2 separate regions of the Gossypium hirsutum genome follow, and region 2 is linked to region 1. A link is a contact called in public Hi-C data. All regions are on one chromosome and are shown on one strand. The core of a region is the stretch at or near the end of the contact, and the rest is flanking DNA. Distances in the headings are between cores, read along the strand shown. Region 1 has its middle 5.3 kb from the start of LOC107956490. Region 2 holds the start of LOC107953007.

The links. Hi-C and Micro-C count contacts between places; a contact is called where the count stands out from the background.
Region 2: a Hi-C map of leaf shows a contact between it and region 1, with 2.3 times the contacts expected there. The contact joins the promoter of LOC107953007 here to the enhancer-like site in region 1. A contact is called at or near these places in 10 of 34 Hi-C or Micro-C datasets (fibers, hypocotyl, leaf and 1 more).

The regions. Positions count from the first base shown.
Region 1 is chrA07:28,252,280-28,256,305 of Gossypium_hirsutum_v2.1, reverse strand. No RefSeq gene overlaps it. Among protein-coding and RNA genes, the nearest start is that of LOC107956490, 5.3 kb to the left of the region's middle. Within about 2 kb of position 2,400, at least 5 of the 9 cell types and tissues checked have an H3K27ac peak or open chromatin away from gene starts, as enhancers often do. A contact at or near this core is called in fibers and leaf, where this site is marked.
Region 2 is chrA07:28,358,809-28,363,458 of Gossypium_hirsutum_v2.1, reverse strand. LOC107953007 reads right to left here and starts at 2,709. Exons shown (of 2, transcript XM_041117900.1): 1 at 1,690-2,709; 2 at 1,227-1,540. The coding sequence starts at 2,419. The coding sequence ends at 1,455.

The DNA of each region.
Region 1 (4,026 bases), core at 1,151-3,650:
ATTTATATTAACATTGAAATAGTTTACAATATTACTTCTTTATACTAACTAATGATATTATAAAAGTAAATGGACCGAATTATGTGAAACTTTAAAAAATATAAATTAAATCTCAAGTTTTAACTTAATATAATGGCCAAAATTATAATTTGATCATTGTCTTATAATCTAATAAAATAGCAAAGCAAACCCAAAAAGAACCGGAGCGACATGTTAGTCTCCAAGACCTCAGGATTTACAAATTATATATAATCATGTAACATTTTAATTGAAAAGTCAAAGATATTAATTATTTTGGACTAAATAATATTTTAAAAAATGTAGAAATTAAATATCAAATTTAGACATATTAATAGAAACCAAATTTAAAATTAAACTACTTTTCTATATGGTGTAACTTTTTTTTATATATAATTATATAGAAGATTAAACAAAAACTAGAATTAAAATTTGATGATTATCGTATAATATAAAAATAAAATAAAAATTATGACGAAGTTACGATCAAACATAATTATTCTAAATTCTAAACCCTAAATTATCTTAAGCTATGATTATTAAAATAGAGAAAATAGAAAAATAGAAAAATAGAAATCATGGAGTGTGTTTTCTTTTATTCGAAGGAAGAACAAATTAAAATGATTGTCTATGTATAGATATACACACATACATATAGTTATATATAACCAAAACGTCATGATTCATCTAGATTAAAAGAAAGATGAATATCAACCATTAATTGACTCAATAAGGGGAACTTGAGTAATGGTTGATGAGATATTAGCGAACGATATTGAAGATTTGTAATCAACAAATTGTTTGAAATATGAAATGGCATCTATTTGCCTTTGAACGAAAGAAGAAGAGGTGTCTCACATCACATTTTCATTATCTTTTCAAAACAATGACAACCAATCGACAAGAAAGATCAACTATCATTTTGGGATAATGGGATTAGACATTATGCTAAGTCCTTATTAAAGTCCCTAATAATTTCACTGATTAAAGTCCTTAATAATTTCACAAACAAACCCTTTTTTTTTTTTGCTAATTTACGTATAAGTTACTAGTGAATTTAAAACAAAACTTTTTATGTATGTCACATTTCTGAATGAAATATAAATGAAAGTTAATGTAACTTGTAGGAAATCGCAATCTAAAACTTGATGTTAAGGGGCAAATAATTGGACAAAATATATTTTACAGAATAATGACCCACAGTGTTGTTTCTTCACCTTTTCTTGTTTTGAAGCACATCACGTTCCTCCCTTAAGTGCCTAGAGAGAGGGGTCTATTCAGGATGACCCTTAATGTATCCCACTAAACCAGCCCCATTAACATTTAAAGGCAACATAAGCACATGCATTTGTCATATACATCTCTATTAAACACTCAAACTAACGCTGATTTCAGTTTAACCTGTACCAATTGACCTTATCGTTATCGTCTTCCACCTCTTAAGCTCGCCTTTCAACAACTAATAATTAAGCTGTTTATTTTTTAAAAGTGAAATTGGCATCATAATTAGTGAAATAGACAAGCCCTGAATCTTTTATGAGTTAGTCACAACTGAAAACCATGATTCACCCTCCTAAATAAAAATGTCAAAAAATTACATAAGGGATATGCTTTTAACTGATTTAAAGAGACCAAAAACATGATGGGGGAAACTGACTTTAATCACACAAGCAACAAAGCCTTAACAAGGGGGGATTAACATAATTATAAAAAGGCTTTGGCAAGTTGATTAAAGGCCCTTGTCTTGCTTTGTCAAACTAAAATCCCTGTTTTGTTTTCCATTAACTTTTGCATAATTACATCTCCCTCTCTTTTTTTATTATGTAGTGGAAAACGATAGTCAACTTTCATCACATATTATTACATCATTGAACCCCCCCCCTTTCTTCTTCTTTTTTTCTTTCCTGAATTGCTAATTATATATCATCTTGATGTTAGATTATTTTCCCAGGATGCAACTGCTTTGTTCTCCAGGGTTGAAATAAAAACATCCTTCATTAAATTTCATTGTCAGAGGCAATAATTAAGAAGGGGCAGGATTTTGAAGATAAAATAGAAAGTGGGAGTGACAAGGACAATGCGTTTGATTGATATATATTACCCTTTCCAGTTCAGAATAATAATAATATACATACGCAACATGAGCCGTTTGATGAGGAGCGGAGTGGCATTGACTGAAGGAGCGAAAAGTCAGAAGATTAAAAAAAGCGATAAAAGAGCAGCATGTCAACTGGGAAACTAATTTCACTTGGGTATCCTGTCGGAAGAAAAGAGAAAAGGTAGGTAAAAGTAATAGTAGAAATGAAAGAGATATATATTACTGATGATCATTTAGGTAAATATGGTACTATTTGAGTGACTTGAGTTAAATTTGAATCCAGACAGGGAAAATGAATCCATTATTTCTGTTTGGAATTGGGCTAACCGTGTTGGGCTAAATTAGAGGCTCACTGACTCAGGAACTTTGGCAAACAAGAAGGAACTGGTTTATAAATCTGTCGTCTAATCTCATCATGATTCACTTCTCATGTTCTCATCCTATTCCTTTTAAGACTCTGTCATCCTAATTCTGCTTGGTTTATCCCATTATTATCGATTTCTCACAATTTTAGCTTGTTCCGCGATGCTACCAAGTTTTTTCAACCCATAAAATGAAATATATTTGCAGCTCTGAAATTAGCAATTATGAGCCTTGGACTGGGCTTACAAACACCAAACTTGAAGGCTTACACTGTTACTATTAGGATCTGTTAGAGAAAAAAATATATATTATTTACTACTTGAATTTGATTTCAATGTTTAATTTGACATTTGAAATTTATTTTAATATTATTTTATCCCTTCACAACAATAAAAGTTAATTAAATACTTTTTAGTGCCATGAGAATGCATTGTGTAAAACACCAGACGAACACAAACAAAAGATGCACAAAATCAAACCAATAATAATTTTTAACCAAAAATGCTAATTTTTAATCTATATTTAAGAAATATGAGATTATAGAACAATCAAGCTTAATTTCTTTAAGGATTTGTATTAATGTTATCTAAAAAATATAAGTCAATCAAGATATTAGTGATCTCATACAAAAACTAATATCCCCAAATCATTCCATCAATAAAAACTTAATCTTACATAAAAATTCTAATGTATAACAAGTAAAGTCACAATTTTAATTTTTTAGACATCAAAGCTTGAAAAGAAAAGAAGAATAGTTATCAAATTAGAGAAACCTACTTAAAAGCATTAAAAGACTGATAATCTATTTTATAAAAATTATGGATAAAGTGTGAGAGAATAAGAAAAGTTTGAGAAAAAAAATAATGAATGTTTAAAGAGAATAAGAAAATATTTAATTTTTAATTTTAGTGGGTGTTTTTCAAATAATTTTGTGGGTCAATAACTCAATTTATTATTTATATTTTTTTATTAAGAAATATTTTTTTAGAAATTTTTTTGGGGTTAACTCAACATGTGGTTTCGCCATTAATTTCAACGTTTAATTTGGTACTTAATTTTTTTTTCTTTTTACATTTAAGTACTAATATATTTTTACTAGAACACATTTTTCAAACATTCATTAGACCATATGATACCATTCGATCTAGATATCAAATTGAATATTGAAATAAAATTTAGATATCAATTTAAAAAAAAATTAAATATCAAAATATAATAACTAAAAAATGTTCTTGAAACTTGTGGCGGTTAACTTAAAGATGGCGAATTCGAGCAAAACTCATTGCAGATGCCACTTTATTTTATACTTATTTTCATCACCAGTAAGGTATGCAATAGGGGTTAAACGAAATAGCTATTGTGTGGGATTATCATATATTTAGTGTTGGGAAAAATTCAGTTCGAAAGCGGCTTTTTTATACGGTGGAAAATTAAAAATTTGATAACCGAGTCAATATGTGATATTTATAACAATAAACCTTTTATTGAAATCGCACCTGTGTTTTTGGCTATATGGATCCTTGTCATTCCCGACTTTTAACCAAACG
Region 2 (4,650 bases), core at 1,460-3,959, 110 kb before region 1:
TTGAATTATTCGAAAGTTTTCATTTAAGTCATTAGACTGTTAAAAACTTAAAATCGTTATTGTATGCCCTTCTCTGTTTGCAAAGCCTACACCAATCAAAATCTCTCCTTCCTCTTCTCTTCTAGAGTTCAATTTTTTTTCATGATCTGTCGTACCAATCGTCAAATCGTCGCTAGTCAAACTTTAAAAAGAACAAAACAAAATTAATAACCCAATGACTTAAATAAAATTTCTTTGAATAGTTAAATGACTTAAATAAAAACTTTCAAATAATTTAATGAATATTTTATAATTTTTTAAAATTAAATTATCAAAACATAAACTTATGAATAATTTAGTCACGTAATTTACCTAAGAATTAACAAAAAAAAAAGTAAAGTAAAGAAAGAAAGAAAGAACTCTAAAACAGATGACATATAAAAATCAATAACAAAATGGAGCCCAAAATATTATAACCCAAAATACTCATTGGATCTTAGCTCCAAAGATCGGGCCACAGACCAGTTTGGATCAGCTTTTTATTTTTGCTCTATGAACTACTCCATTCCATTCTTATCGATTGTAGAGTAGTAATTTAGTAATCAACTAGAAAAGAAAAAGTCTTTATTCATGGGTTTCATTAACTATGCAGAACTAGAGTTGGTGGTGCGTTATGCATGGTGTGTTCTTACTCTTCAGTTACTACTTCTACACCTTCCTTGGGTTTTAGACTTCTAAGTGTTTGATCAACTCAATACATTGACCATAAAAGGGTTTAGGGACTAAAGCTTAAAAGGGCAAGTAACCTTCATAACTGCTTAGGTGAGATTGATCTGATGTTCCTGAGCCGCATATAACTAACATTTGCGGCTGTAATCTTCTCAATATAATTTGTCATCCATGTCATAACTACATTAGCATTGGTCATTAACGGAGCAAATGCCTGGTTCTCTTAGCAGATATAGACAATGCTACTTTCTGATAATTGATTTGTTAGATTTTAGGTTTTAAAATAATAATAATTGTTTGAGTTTAGGCCATCGATCAGTACCCTTAGCTTTCAAGTTTGCCCCGATCTTACCTTTGAGCTTAACTCTGTTTACAGTGGGGGCACTGCGATTTGTTTGGTTGGAATAGAGGTCATTTAGAACAAATTCTTTTTGTTTCTAACACAACAGCAATTTTTGGGAACACTGTACCTAAAACCATATCCAAGTCAAAACTGAAGAATGACAACAGAGAACTGATACAACAAACACTGCTCGAAACTGAAATTATGCTTTAGCCTTCAGTCTTGCTGCTTACAAAGTGTAACTTAAGCTTAAGCTTACCATCTAGCTTCATAATCCACAGTGTTTATATTTACAAGTGGAAAGCTGTACATAAGTGTAACTTGGTTTTTTAGGAAGCAAGAAACTAAAATCGAAAAGGGTTTTTTAATGGAAACAACGATGATAGTCGAGCGCAGCAGTTAGTCAGCTGCAATGTTTAGATGTGGATGCAAGTGCCACAGCTTGTGCCCACACCTTGAGCCGAGCCTTCACATCTCTTGGGTCATCACCTAAAATTACAGAGTAAACATCCCATCAGATGAACTGAAAATGCTATGCAGAGCCTTTATATAAATCAAACAATCAGTAGTTCCCAAGTTTCCTGTTAGGTTTAGAAAAGAAAGCATAAAGGTCCAAATTAAAGGTAATTTTGACTAACCAGGGCTAGAGATACGCCAGTTGGCGATCGGAGAATTGCCACCGCTACTAGGCATCTCCAACATACGCTCATGTTCCAACTCTAACCCAAGATCCCTACACGCCTTCACTTCCTCCAAGTCCATACACAGCGACCTCTGCCCACCTTTGGGCCTTGTAATCACCACCAATCCCGCACTACCCCCTTCACTTTCCCCACTGAAACTTCCACTATGGTTGCTGTAACTTGCAATTAATTCTCCATCTTTCTTCTTGCTGCAGCTTTTACTCTCATTATCTTCCCATCTATCTCTAGTAATCCTCCTCTTCCTCGACTTGTTGTTCCCTTTTGACCTTCTTAAACCACCCTTTTGAGCTTCATTTTCACTTGCGTAATCTTTCGCCACTCCCGTCAGCTCCTGAGACAACACCGCTTTTCGGTTCCTCCGGCGAGGTGGGGTGGCGGGAAGAGAGTAGCAGCTAGGTTCCTTGTCGGAGTCAGAAGAGAGTTGAAGCAATTCTTTGCCACGGAACTCTTCATCAACATCTGCATCAAAGGACAACCTCGACAGATACATCCCCAGATTATCATCATCATCATCATCATCCTCGTTCGTGTACATGGAACTGGTACACATGGAAAGCCTCGACAAGTTATATGTATGGGCCTGATGCTCAAACCCAAAATCAATATCGTCATAGTCATCTTCCACCATGGACGAAACAACCGTCATACTTTCATCTGAAGCCATCTTTCGCAACAACAAAAAGAAAAAAAGAAAGAAAAAGAAACTAAAAGAACGATGAAGTTGAAGTGTGCTTTTCTTCTTCTTTTTTCTGTTATCAAAGTGATATATTAGAGAGAAAACAAAAAGACCGGCTGGCTATACATTATTTAACAAGGTGTGGCGTTTGGGCTTTTTATGAATCATTCATCAATTTCTGATTTCATAATAAAAAGTAAAATAAACACACTCCTCACTCTGAACAACCAAATTTATACGCAGAAAATTTGAAGCCTTTAATTACAGAGATACCCATTTCGGTGCTCAATCACTTCCTCTTACTTCCTTTTTGGTAGTTGGCAGAAGGTTGGGATTGTAATTTTGGTTTTAAATCAAATTAGTTAAGTAAGAAGCTTCGGACCATATGGCTTTTTTTTTTTGAATAATTATTAAAAATGATTACAAGTTATTTACACATGGCAATATTGAGCCAAATGACGTAGAGATCTGCTCAAGGACACGTAGCTCCACACAAATTCTTTTCCTGCTGCTAACACCACTCTACTTCATTCATAACCGGGTCACGAGTCACGACTCACTACGTGTCAACAAGGTACCAAAGATTGAAACCTGCCCTCACGATTTCCCATAACCTAGCTCTGTTTCGAAATCATTGTACACTATACTGTGCCATTGCTTTTTGCCCATTCCTTTTCTTTATTTATACTTTCACTTTCTTTTTTACAAATGAGGCTTTTCTTTATGACTATTTTACCCAAAAAAACAAAAACTCATTTCCAACATTGTTTATGAAAATGGTGGATTGGGTTAAAAATTTTAAAATACATCCACGTGAAATTATTTTAAGAGAATTTAAAAAAAAAATGTGTTGAACCGTAAAAATACGTTGATATGGGCGTACTCTTTTTTTTTTAATATTATAAAAAATGATTTTTTAAAAATTTACAAGGATAAGCTGTTATAAAAAATAGATTTTTTATTTTAAGGTGCTACAAATTAATATGGAAATAAAATTTACAAAATAAATAATTATATAAACTCTCATTTCTCTTGTTTTCTTAACTAATATAGGATGTGAGATGTGTGTATATATAGAGCCATGAATAGGTTTGCAACTTGTTTCTAGACAATGTGAGATTCATTCCTATTATAACTAACAACATAAGATTAAAGGCTATACTATCTTTTATAATTTTTTACAAAAAAAATTCTATTTTTTATATTTTTTAATATTTTCTCATATTATAAAATTATCTTTTGAGATCCTTTAAACTTGTTGCATTTTAAAATTGTTAGCATATACAAAAGGACTATTAAAAAAAATTACACATATGAAACTTGTACATGCAATAATCTTCTATTCAATTTTAAATGTTTGAAGTTAATATCTATGCAATTCTAATTTTTAAAATAATTTTCTATTATTTCAATTTAGAAGTTATACTTTTAAATTTTATTTTATTTTATGTTATGCATGTTTGATTAATAAATAAATGGTGAGTATTTGGTACTCAAATAGTATTTTTTTGTAATTTTAAAAAAATTGATATCTCTTTTTTTATATATTTATTTTTTAATATTTTACTATACTCATTAATTTTTTAATTCTAATTTTAATTTAATTTTCATCACCTAATGAATGTTGATAAATTTATTTCAGATGTATTTTGACTATATAAATAATCTATTTAAACATAGTATATAATTATGTTAAATAAGTTTTTCTATGGAAATATATAATATGCATAAAATATAATAATTATTTTTCATATTTTTATATCTAGATTAAATTACATTAGTAGTCACTTAACTATGATTTTTTGGCTATCGAATTATAAAAATTTACAAAATGATCACTCAACTATTAGTAATTTTTTAAATATTTATTTTTTAATATTTACTATATTCATTTTATATTTTATAATTTTTTTACTTATAGAGTTTAAAAATTTTATTTATAATGTAACAAATGTTAACTTTTTGTAAAAAAAATTTAAAGTCTATAAGTAAAAAAATATAAAATATAGTGCAGCCTTTAATTTGATGTTATTAGTCAAAAGAGGAAGGAATCTCACATTGTATAGGAATAAGCTACAAACCTATTCATGAGTCTATATATACACATATCTTACATCGCACATTGTTTAAGAAAACAAGGGAAATGAGACTTTGGGTCTATATAAAGATCTATTCTATAATTTTTATTTCTACATTAATTGGTGGCACCAAAAAAAAAT